2 separate regions of the Sus scrofa genome follow, and region 2 is linked to region 1. A link is a contact called in public HiChIP or PLAC-seq data. All regions are on one chromosome and are shown on one strand. Each heading gives the region's core, a stretch centred on a gene start, on an enhancer-like site or on the middle of the called end of the contact. The rest is flanking DNA. Distances are from core to core; before and after follow the strand shown.

Region 1 (4,942 bases), core at 686-3,185:
ATCCTGAGTTGCTGTGGCTCTGGTGTAGGCCAGCGGCTACAGCTCTGGTTTGACCCCTAGCCTGGGAACCTCCATATGCCGCGGGTGCGGCCCTAGAAAATGCAAAAAAACAAAAAAATAAATAAATAAAAATAAAAAAATAAAAACGATTTTTTGGATATAATTCACTCAGACTGATAGGGCTAGAGTAGACACAGGTGGTTGTGGAAGTCCCAATAGATAGATAAAGAGGAAAACCTGGGAGATGTTGGGAGACCACTGTAAGTTCAAAACAAAGCAGGCTTGCTTAACCAGTGGAGGTGTGAGAATCGCCCCCAGGTCATTGGGTGGGAGATGGGATAAGTCCTGCATTCAGATTCAGACCCAGGGGAAGAGTTTGAAGGCCACCCTTCAGCTGATTTGAATACACTCCTTACAGGATACTAAGGAGGAGCTCTATTCCCGGAGAGGAAGAGGCGGGCCTTTCCAACCCCCACTCCCCTCGGATGATAAAATTGCGGCCCCGAAGATTAGACCCTCCGCAGGGCTTCCTTGCCTGCTCACTTGTACCTCTTACAAGAGTCCTATCCTAGTAAATCTGTTCCTTGTCTGTCGCTTTGTCTTTCGCTGAATTCCTTCTGCGCAGAGGCATAAAGAACCTGAGCCTTGGTGAGTCCAAACACAGGGTAACTCGAATTTAAAACCGTGGGTTTAAGTCTCAATCTGGCTTTAGGTTGGGTCGGGTCCTGGCACCTGGGTTCAAGTCCCAATCTGGGTTTTGGCTGGGTTCAGGCGGGTTAGTGTTGTCAATTTCGTTACCATATAATTGATACAAATCACTCAAAGTGAACAGTTCAGTGGGTTTCAATATATTCAGAGTTGCACAACCATCACCACAATCAGTTTCAGATCATTTAAATCATCCTCCCAAAGGACCCCATTCCATTTTGTTGTCACTCCCTATCTTCTCTAACCCTCCTCCAAGCCTCAAGCCCTAAGCAACCACCAGTTTACTTTCTGTCTCTGTGGATTTGGGAGGCAAATTTCTGGTTTTTTGTTTTGTTTTGTCTTTTTGTCCTTTTTAGGGCCGCACCCGCCGCATATGGTGGTTCCCAGGCTAGGGGTCGAATCGGAGCTATAGCTGCAGGCCTACGCCAGAGCCACAGCAACGCCAGATCCGAGCCGTGTCTGCGACCTACACCACAGCTCACGGCAACGCCGGATTCTTAACCCGCTGAGCGGAGCCAGGGATCGAACTCACAACCTCAAGGTTCCTACTCGGATTCTTTAACCACTGAGCCACGACGGGAACTCCATGGGGGCAAATTTCTTAATCTCTCTGTGCCTCAGCTTTTTCTTCTATGAAATGGAGACAAGAATCGTGCTTTTAGTCCTGGGATGGTTGAGAGGAAAAGGAAAAACTAAAGGCCATTGCTATGGCTCTATGAATAGCTTGTCAGAAAGCTCAAGCATTGGAGTCCCATTGCTGAGTCTGGTCTCCGCTTGCCTAAACTCGGTCAGTTTTAATCCCACGCCCCTGTGACACGCCCCTGTCGACGGTCTCCAAGGCAACGTCAAACAGTTTCCTCTCTTAGGGATTCCTTTCCAGTTAGCAGACATGATCGCTCCCTTTCTTTTTCTTTCCTCACCTGAGGACTCCACTGAGCGCCGCAGGAGCTTCCCGAGGAGCTCCCCACGGTCATCTCCTCAGCTGGGCAGAGACAGAAGCGTGGAAGAGACAGTGGCGTGACAGCTGCTGTAGCTGCCCTAGCTACGCAGGTCAGGTTCCGCCCCTTTCTCGCTTGGGCCGCTGATTGGCTTCCAGGCAGATACACGAAATGGTCCCTTTCCTCGGCAGGCAAGATTCGTCTTCTGATTGGCTTATTCTCTAGGTAAGTTCTACTTCCGGTTTAGAGGTGGAGGTTAAAGCAGCTAGTGACTGGAGGGCTCTGCTCCGGAAGTGCTCCCGGAGGCGGGCCTAGCGGGGCGCCAAATACGGCGCAAGTCAGCACCATGGCTGCCCGGCTGGCTGGCAGCCGATCGGGGACTGCTCTTTCTGCTGCCCAGAGAGGCCCGCTAGTTTCCTGTCGGAGGTGGGCCGGCGCCACGGCTGACACCGTGTATGATGTTGTGGTGTCGGGTGGAGGCATGGTGGGCGCCGCTATGGCCTGTGCCTTGGGTAAGCGCATCTCCAGACCGGTAGTGGCGGGGAGTGGGGCCCGGGAGGAACGGTGAGAACCGTGGGAACCCTGGCACTGTTTGCCCAGAGTCTGAGAGTTATGTATCTTGTGGTCCATTCCCTGCCCAGAGGAGCCCCAAGGCCTTGGGGCAAGCGTTTGTTCCTTCAGGATGTCAAAGGGTCAAAAGTGGGAGGGAACAGTAGGAGTTCTTCCAAGGCGTGGGGAAACAGACTTGCCCAGGGTTTTTTAGTTCTGGACACCGTTGAAAGGAAGCAGGCATTGCCTATTGAGCTAGGCTGGTTTGTGTTGGTTTTTAAACAGCTTCACTGAGGCGTTCCCGTGGTGGCTCAGTGGAAATGAATCTGACTAGTGAGGAAGATGCAGGTTTCATCCTTGGCCTCACTCAGTGGGTTAAGGATCCAGCGTTGCCCTGAGCGGTGGTCTAGGTTGCAGACTCCTGTGGGATCTACATTGCTGTGGCTGTGGTGTGAGCCGGCAGCGACAGCTCCAACTATACCCCTAGCCCGAGAACCTCCATATGCCGTGGGTGCGGCCCTAAAAAGTCAAAAATAAATAAATAAATAGCTTCATTGAGATATGATTTGTACACTATCATTTAAAGCATAGAATTTGATGATTTTTAGTATATTCACAGAATTGTGCAGCCATCGCCACAATAAATTTTAAAGTATTTTTATCATCTCCAAAAGGAATCCAAACTCCTTAATGGTCACTGTCCACGTCCCCCCTAGGTAACTGCTCGTGTACTTTCCGCCTCTATATATTTGCTTTTTTGGGACATTTCCATATACATGGAATCTACTTAATGTTTTTGATTTTCACGCAGGTTGTAGCTTGTGCTTCATTCCTTTTTACAAGCTTAATATTTTGTGTGGATATAGCACATTTATTCATTCATCAGTTTTGGACGATAGCAAGTAATGCTACTATCATTTTGTGTATAAGCTTTTGTGTACACTCCTATTCCTAGGAGTGGATTTGCTAGGTCACAGTAAACTCTGTTTAACCTTTTGAAGAACAGCCAGTGTTCCAAAGTGGCTGCCCATGTAAAATACATTTCCCCCAACAATATATGACAAATATAATTTCTCCACATCCTGGATAGCAATGTTAGTATCTTTTTGTTACTAGTTATACTAGGGAGTGTGAAGTGCTCTCTCCTGGTTCTTTCCTTTGTTCATTGTTTTGTTTTGTTTTCTTCCTTCCTTCCTTCCTTTCTCTATCCATCCATCCATCCAGCACTGCAGCATATGGAAGTTCCTAGGGATCAAACCTGGGCCTCTGCAGTGCCAACGCTGGGTAATTAACCTGCTCTGCCACAAGGGACCTCCAGCTATCTCCTGCTTTTAATTTGCATTTCCCTAATGACTAATGATGTTGAATATCTTTTCAGGTTTATCTGTCATTTGTATATCTTCTTTAGAGAGGTATTCAGAACCTCTGCCCATTTTTAAATTGGCTGTTTTTCCTTTTATTATTTACTTTTTAAGAGGTTTTTTTTTTTTTTTTAATATATTCTGGGTATAAGCCCCTTATCAGATAAATGATTTTCAAATATTGTCTCCCATTTTGTGGGTTGTTTTTTTTCACTTTTTTAAAAAAATGCCATTTGCAGCAACATGGATGGAACTAGAGAATCTCATACTGAGTGAAATGAGCCAGAAAGACAAAGATAAATACCATATGATATCACTTATAACTGGAATCTAATATCCAGCACAAATGAACATCTCAGAAAAGAAAATCATGGACTTGGAGAAAAGACTTGTGGCTGCCTGATGGGTGGGGGAGGGAGTGGGAGGGATTGGGAGCTTGGACTTATCAGACACAACTTAGAATAGATTTACAAGGAGATGCTGCTGAATAGCATTGAGAACTTTGTCTAGATACTCATGTTGCAACAGAACAAAGGGTGGGGGAAAAATGTAATTGTAATGTATACATGTAAGGATAACTTGATCCCCTTGCTGTACAGTGGGAAAATTAAAAAAAAAAAAAAAATTTGAGGAGTTCTCTCCTGACACAGCAAGTTAAGGATCTGGTGGTGCCACTGCAGTGGTTCAGGTTGTTGCTGTGGCACAAGTTCCATCCTTGGCCCAGGAACTTCTGCATGATTTGGGTGCAGCCAAAAAAAAAAAAAAAAAAAAAGAAAAAGAAATAGATAAAAATTAAAAATTGAAAAATAGTTGATTTACAATGTTGTATTACTTTCAGGTGTATAGCCAAGTGATTCCGTTTTATATATATATTCTTTCCCCTTATAGATTATTACAAAATATTGACTCTAGTTCCCTGTGCTATGCAATAGGTTTTTTTTGCTTTTTTTTGTGCTGACTGCACTTGTGGCATATGGAAGTTCCCAGGCTAGGAGTTGAATCCGAGCTGTGTCTGAGACCTGCAACACAGCTCATGGCAACACCGGATCCTTAATCCACTGAGCAAGGCCAGGGATTGAACCTGCATCCTCATGGGTACTGGTTGTTTGTAACCCGCTGAGCCACAATAGGAACTCCCGAATTTTGCTTCTTAAGTACATTTTTCTATTGAACAGGATTTGTAATTTTTAGGAACTTAATACTTTGAAGATTGTAAATATCTATTATCTAAATACAACAACCTTCCTTTCTTCATTCTTCCTTTCTAGGGCATTCTTTTAGCTCGCTCTGGGTTTTGCCAGTTTTTTGCTTCTTTGCACATGGCAAGTGTTGGGCTGTCTGGAGAGGCCTTACCACCATGGGCAGGGTGGTTTGCATGACTGAAAC
Region 2 (5,172 bases), core at 1,723-4,222, 58 kb after region 1:
CTGGACCATAATGATCTGGTCTGTAGGGAGGACTCAGCCAAGATACTCCACATTTCTGTTGACAAGGAACTACACAAACTGGGCAAAAAAAACAAAAAACAGAATTACAAAGCCAAGTCAACAACACATGAAGTGCTTCCCAAGTTTTAAAAGCATTAGCATTCTAAACAATAAAACAAAGCAAATTTTTAAAAAACTATAATTAAAATTAAAAAAGCAAATTTATTTTGCGAAATAAACTTCACAGTAAAACTACCTACAAGAAATTATGGAAGGAAATGCTACCAGACGAACTGCTACATAGCAACTTCCTACTTTACTATCTGCACCATCAGATGTTTCTCACAAAGAGATGACTGAATAATAACATCCAGTTCTTTGACAGAGAATGTGGAGGTTCAGAAGACAGTACATTCTAGAACAAGCTCTACTACAGTGTGAATCTGGGCATTTCTTTTAGCCATATTCAAGTCATAACAGTTTTGACCACAAAAACTTATAGTCAATAAAATATGTTGTATGATAAAATAACTATAAAATGCATGTAACTAAAATAGTATACATATATATATCAAGAAATAACCTTGTTACAGTCTATTTTTATTTTTTTATTTTTTTGCTTTTTAGGGCTTATGGAAGTTTCCAGGCTAAGGGCTGAATCAGAGCCACAGCAAGGCCAGATGGAAGCAGTGTCTGAGACCTACACTACAACTCACAGCAATGCCGGATCCTTAACCCACTGAGTGAGGCCAGGGATCCAATCTGCGTCCTCATGGATACAAGACAGGAACTCCTACAGTCAAATTTTTATGTTTATGTTATCTGATAACAAAAGTCTTGGACTGACTTTCATATTATGCAGTAACCTATTTTTATTTATTTTTGTCTTTTTGCCTTTTCTAGGGCTGCTCCCTCAGCATATGGAGGTTCCTAGGTTAGAGGTCTAATCAGAGCTGCTGCTGCTGGCCTACACCAGAGCCACAGCAATGCCGGATCCGAGTCGCATCTGTGACTTACACCACAGCTTAAGGCAATGCTGGATCCTTAACCCACTGAGCAAGGACAGGGATTGAATCCACCTCATGGTTCCGAGTTGGATTCGTTAACCACTGTGGCATGACGGGAACTCCAGTAACCAATTTTTAGAATGAATTCCAAATATAAGGCCTCTGATAGAAGATGCTCTACCCTCTTTTTTTCTGCAAGCTGTCAGTAACGTGTATTGTTCAACCTTACACATATACAATCAATAGTAACTTCTAGATTCCATATCAGAATAAACCCTTTCAATGTATGCTGATCCCACCTGGACTCACAGAAAAGTGACACGCAAACAGAGGGGGAAAGCACCAGAAATAGAGCAAGCCACTATCATGCCAGCAGATGGTATGACTAAAAAGATTTTCAGTGCTTATTAACCTTAGCAAGTTCCCTATAACCACTGAATTGAGAAACAGAAGCAAGTGGGAGGGGAAAAAGGGGGGTGCATCAGAGAACTCTGGAAAGGGTGTAGGGATTAAGTTCTCCCTCCCTAGAGAAAGGGAGAAGGAAGATGTGCAATGAAAAAATAAATTTGGGAGTTCCATTCCTGGCTCAGCAGTTAAGAACTCAAGTAGGATCCATGAGGATGCGGGCTCGATCCCTGGCCTTGCTCAGTAGATTAGGGATCCAGCCTTGCCTTCGCTGTGGCATAGGCCGGCAGCTGTAGCTCCGATTTAACCCCTTGGGAACGTCCACATGCGGGGCGGGGACCCTAAAAAGCTAAATAAATAAATTTTGCCGCATATAGAACTCTCAGGCATCAGATCCCGGTAGCAGAGGCGACCTAAGCGGCAACTGCGGCAACGCCAGATCCTTAACCCATTGTGCGGGCAGGGGATCGAACTCTCGTCCCGGAGCTCCCAAGATGCCGCTGATCCCGTTGCGCGCTACAGCGGGTGCTCCCACGACAAAATTTTAAATGGAGGATTAGGCACAGCAGAGCTTCAATCACAAATTTCCTAACTGTTGTCTTGGCACCCATAATTCCCTATCCTCCTCAATGACTCGAGGACCAACTCAATGAATGAAGGCATAATCATAGAGCTCCTCCTCTGAAACAGGCGAACAATACTTTTGAGTTTTAGTCTTTTTCAGGCGTGCTGGGGGGAAGAGGGGAACACATCAAACTAAACCAAAAACAAACAAACAAAAAGGCAAGCAAGCGCTTTCAACTTTACACAACTTGCAGGAAAAAAAGGACACTGAGGAGAAACGAGATTATTAGCCAATGGGAATCCCGGGCCGGTTCTGGGCGGGCAGCGTCTGCCAAGACAGGACAGAATGGGACCGAGGGCCTGACCCCAGGACTCTCCTCCAGGCCCCGGAGCCTCTCCCACCCCAGGTGGCAGCACTTCTCTCCTTGCCCGGTTCCCCGACGCCCACGCCCCTGGCCCGCCTCACGCCCAACCACCACCCTCGGAAAAGTCCTCAGCTGCCTCACCAAAAAATGTTTGGCCTGGGAAGCCCGCTGGCTGCACCATCCCTTGCAGAACTAGCAAGAGTTAGAAGCCAGGAGAGAGAGAAGGAACCAAAAGAGTCCCGAAGACGCAGCTTCGGGAGAGGCGGGGCAGGGACGAGAGCGAGGTGGCCGCGGCCACGCTGGCTGCAGCATGAGGGCAAGACGCCAAACGCTGCAAACTCGGCTGAGGCGACGCTCTGAGCACCGCTGCGCGGCGGCCGAACCCGCCGGGAAGCCAGCCTCCAGAGGGGAGGACGCCCCGGCCGTCCTGCCACCGCCCGCTCCGCCCTCCTCGCTGGACCAGCTGGGACCGTGAGCTGGGTTGGGCGACTCCGAGGTTCGCACACTCACCGCGCGCGCGCGCGCGCCGCTCCGGCGCGGCCGCCCACCGCCCTCTGCGTGATCTCCGCCCCGCCCCCTGCGCCCGGCCCGTGGACTGGGCCCCGCGCGGCGGCGTCGGGGCTACGTCACGAGCGCGTGCGCTCTGTTCGCCGGCAACGGCCCGCGCGGAAGTTTACCCCATCAGCGTGCTGGTGTCCTTGGAGACGAAGCCGGGTCTGGGCGGCGGCAGAGAGGCAACGACGACAACAGAGCCCCTGGAGAAGCCAAGATGCCGTCGAAGGGAAAGGACAAAAAGAAGGGCCAGGGCAAAGACAAGAAGAAGAAGTAAGGAGAAGCCACACTGGGGGCCCTGCTCCCTGGACCTACCCTCCGGGGATTTGTAGGTGCAGGCCCACTGGCGCCCTTCCCCACCCCACACCCCACCTTCCTGGACGCTCCTCTCTCTCACTCAGCTGCTGAGAGGGACAGCTCCCCTTGCTCAGAAGTTTCCAAAACGCATGCCAAACTATACTGTTTCAACTAAGACAGGATTTGAGACCCTGAAGTAATGTGGAATAGACCCGCCCATGTGTCATGCACTAATGAGAAGGCAGATAAGTTCCCAAAAAACAGGAGTAACATTGGACCCAGTGAAATTAGTGCTGGAGGAAAAAAGAACTGTGAGGTAGAAGAGTTCTGACACTGAAAGCGAAGGTCAGGATACCATTTCTTGGAACATTGGAGATCCTCTAGACCTGTGCTGTCCAATAGAGTAGTCATTGATCGTGTGTGGCTATGATTATAAGTTAGAATTAAATAATATTAAGAATTCAGATCCTCCTTTGTACTAGCCACATTGCAAGTAGTCAGTAAGCACATGTGGCTATGGTGACCGTATTGGACAGCCCAGATATAGAGCATTTCCGTCATCACAGAAAGTTCTGTTGGATAGCACTACCTGAGACCATGGTTCTCAGCGAGGCAATTTTGACTCCCAGAGGACACTTGTCAATATCTAGAGACATTTTTGGTTGTCACATCTGGGGAAATTTAGTGGATAAGAGACTGGGGACGCTGCTAAATACCCTACAGGGCACAGGACAATTCCTAGCCTCGCAAGAAACAATCATGTGGCTTAGAAGAATTTCATTTGGGGAGTTCCCGTCGTGGCGCAGTGGTTAACGAATCCGAATAGGAACCATGAGGTTGCGGGTTCGGTTCCTGCCCTTGCTCAGTGGATTAACGATCCGGCGTTGCCGTGAGCTGTGGTGTAGGTTGCAGACTCGGCTCAGATCCCGCGTTGCTGTGGCAGTGGCATAGGCCAGTGGCTACAGCTGGGATTGGACCCCTAGCCTGGGAACCTCCATATGCCGTGGGAGCGGCCCAAAGAAATAGCAAAAAGACACTCTCTCTCTCTCTCTCTCTCTCTCTCTCTCTCTCTCTCTCTCTCTCTCCCCTCTCTCTCTCTCTCACACACACACACACACACACACAAAATCAGTTGGGAAACCCTGCTCAATGCTTTAAGCACAGAGAATAGGCAGTAAGCATTATTTGCCATACATCCAGCACCTACCAGAGAGTCTGGATCATGGCAGATGCTTACTATTTCTTAAATAAATTAAGGTGTCTGCTTGTGTATGCTTTAACTTGAATCTTCTTTTTTCATCCACAAGAACTGTGCTCTGATGCTCTGGGCTTGTTATTTTTATTTTTTGCTTTTTAGGGCCACACCCAGGGCATATGTAAGTTCCCAGGCTAGGGGTCAAATTGGAGCTACAGCTGCCTACCTACGCCACAGCAACGCAAGATTCCAGCGGAATCTTGGACCTACACTGCAGCTTATGGCAATGCTGGATCCTTAGCCCACCAAGCAAGGCCAGGGATCAAACCCACATCCTGTGGATCCTAGTCGGGTTCATTACCACTGAGCCATGATGGGAACTCCTGGGTTCATTATTTTTTGCCTATGGCCTGAGCAGTTTCTTTGTGGTTGAGATGATCTTGAACATCAAAAGGATCTCTGGGTGACTGAAGGATCTCCTTGGGCTTTCTCAGGGATTCCTTTTGGTTCAAAGGAAAACCCAAGGATTTGACTAAACTGGGTAATTATTCACGTTTCCCCAAACTGATCAGAATTCTGAAATGGGTAGTATAGCTCTAGCACTAAATCTTTGCAGGTTTGGAGTTGCTGCTAAATTGCCTCTAAACCTATTGGATGACCCTAGTGATTCCTAGATGCCTTGGAGTCATACATGGTGTCCAACAACACTATATATGGGACCACAAGGGAATCCTTGTAAAGTTTATGGAGTAACTTGTTTATGGGAGGAATGCATGCTCACTATAGA

What was found. HiChIP or PLAC-seq counts read pairs in DNA pulled down with a chosen protein or histone mark.
Region 2: an H3K27ac HiChIP or PLAC-seq map of alveolar macrophages shows a contact between it and region 1. The contact joins the promoter of BBOF1 here to the promoter of COQ6 in region 1. A contact is called at or near these places in 1 of 5 promoter capture datasets (liver), 4 of 47 Hi-C or Micro-C datasets (blood, fetal liver and heart right ventricle) and 1 of 2 datasets of contacts at active chromatin or transcription factors (alveolar macrophages).

The regions. Positions count from the first base shown.
Region 1 is chr7:97,256,682-97,261,623 of Sscrofa11.1, forward strand. COQ6 (ubiquinone biosynthesis monooxygenase COQ6, mitochondrial) reads left to right here and starts at 1,936. Exons shown (of 12, transcript XM_001929106.5): 1 at 1,936-2,158. The coding sequence starts at 1,993. It overlaps FAM161B (protein FAM161B), which reads right to left and starts at 1,994. Exons shown (of 10, transcript XM_021100078.1): 1 at 1,933-1,994; 2 at 1,629-1,881. The coding sequence starts at 1,994.
Region 2 is chr7:97,313,658-97,318,829 of Sscrofa11.1, forward strand. It overlaps BBOF1 (basal body-orientation factor 1), which reads left to right and starts at 2,973. Exons shown (of 13, transcript XM_001929154.4): 1 at 2,973-3,166. The coding sequence starts at 3,111. ENTPD5 (ectonucleoside triphosphate diphosphohydrolase 5) reads right to left here and starts at 2,921. Exons shown (of 18, transcript XM_021099509.1): 1 at 2,852-2,921; 2 at 1-78.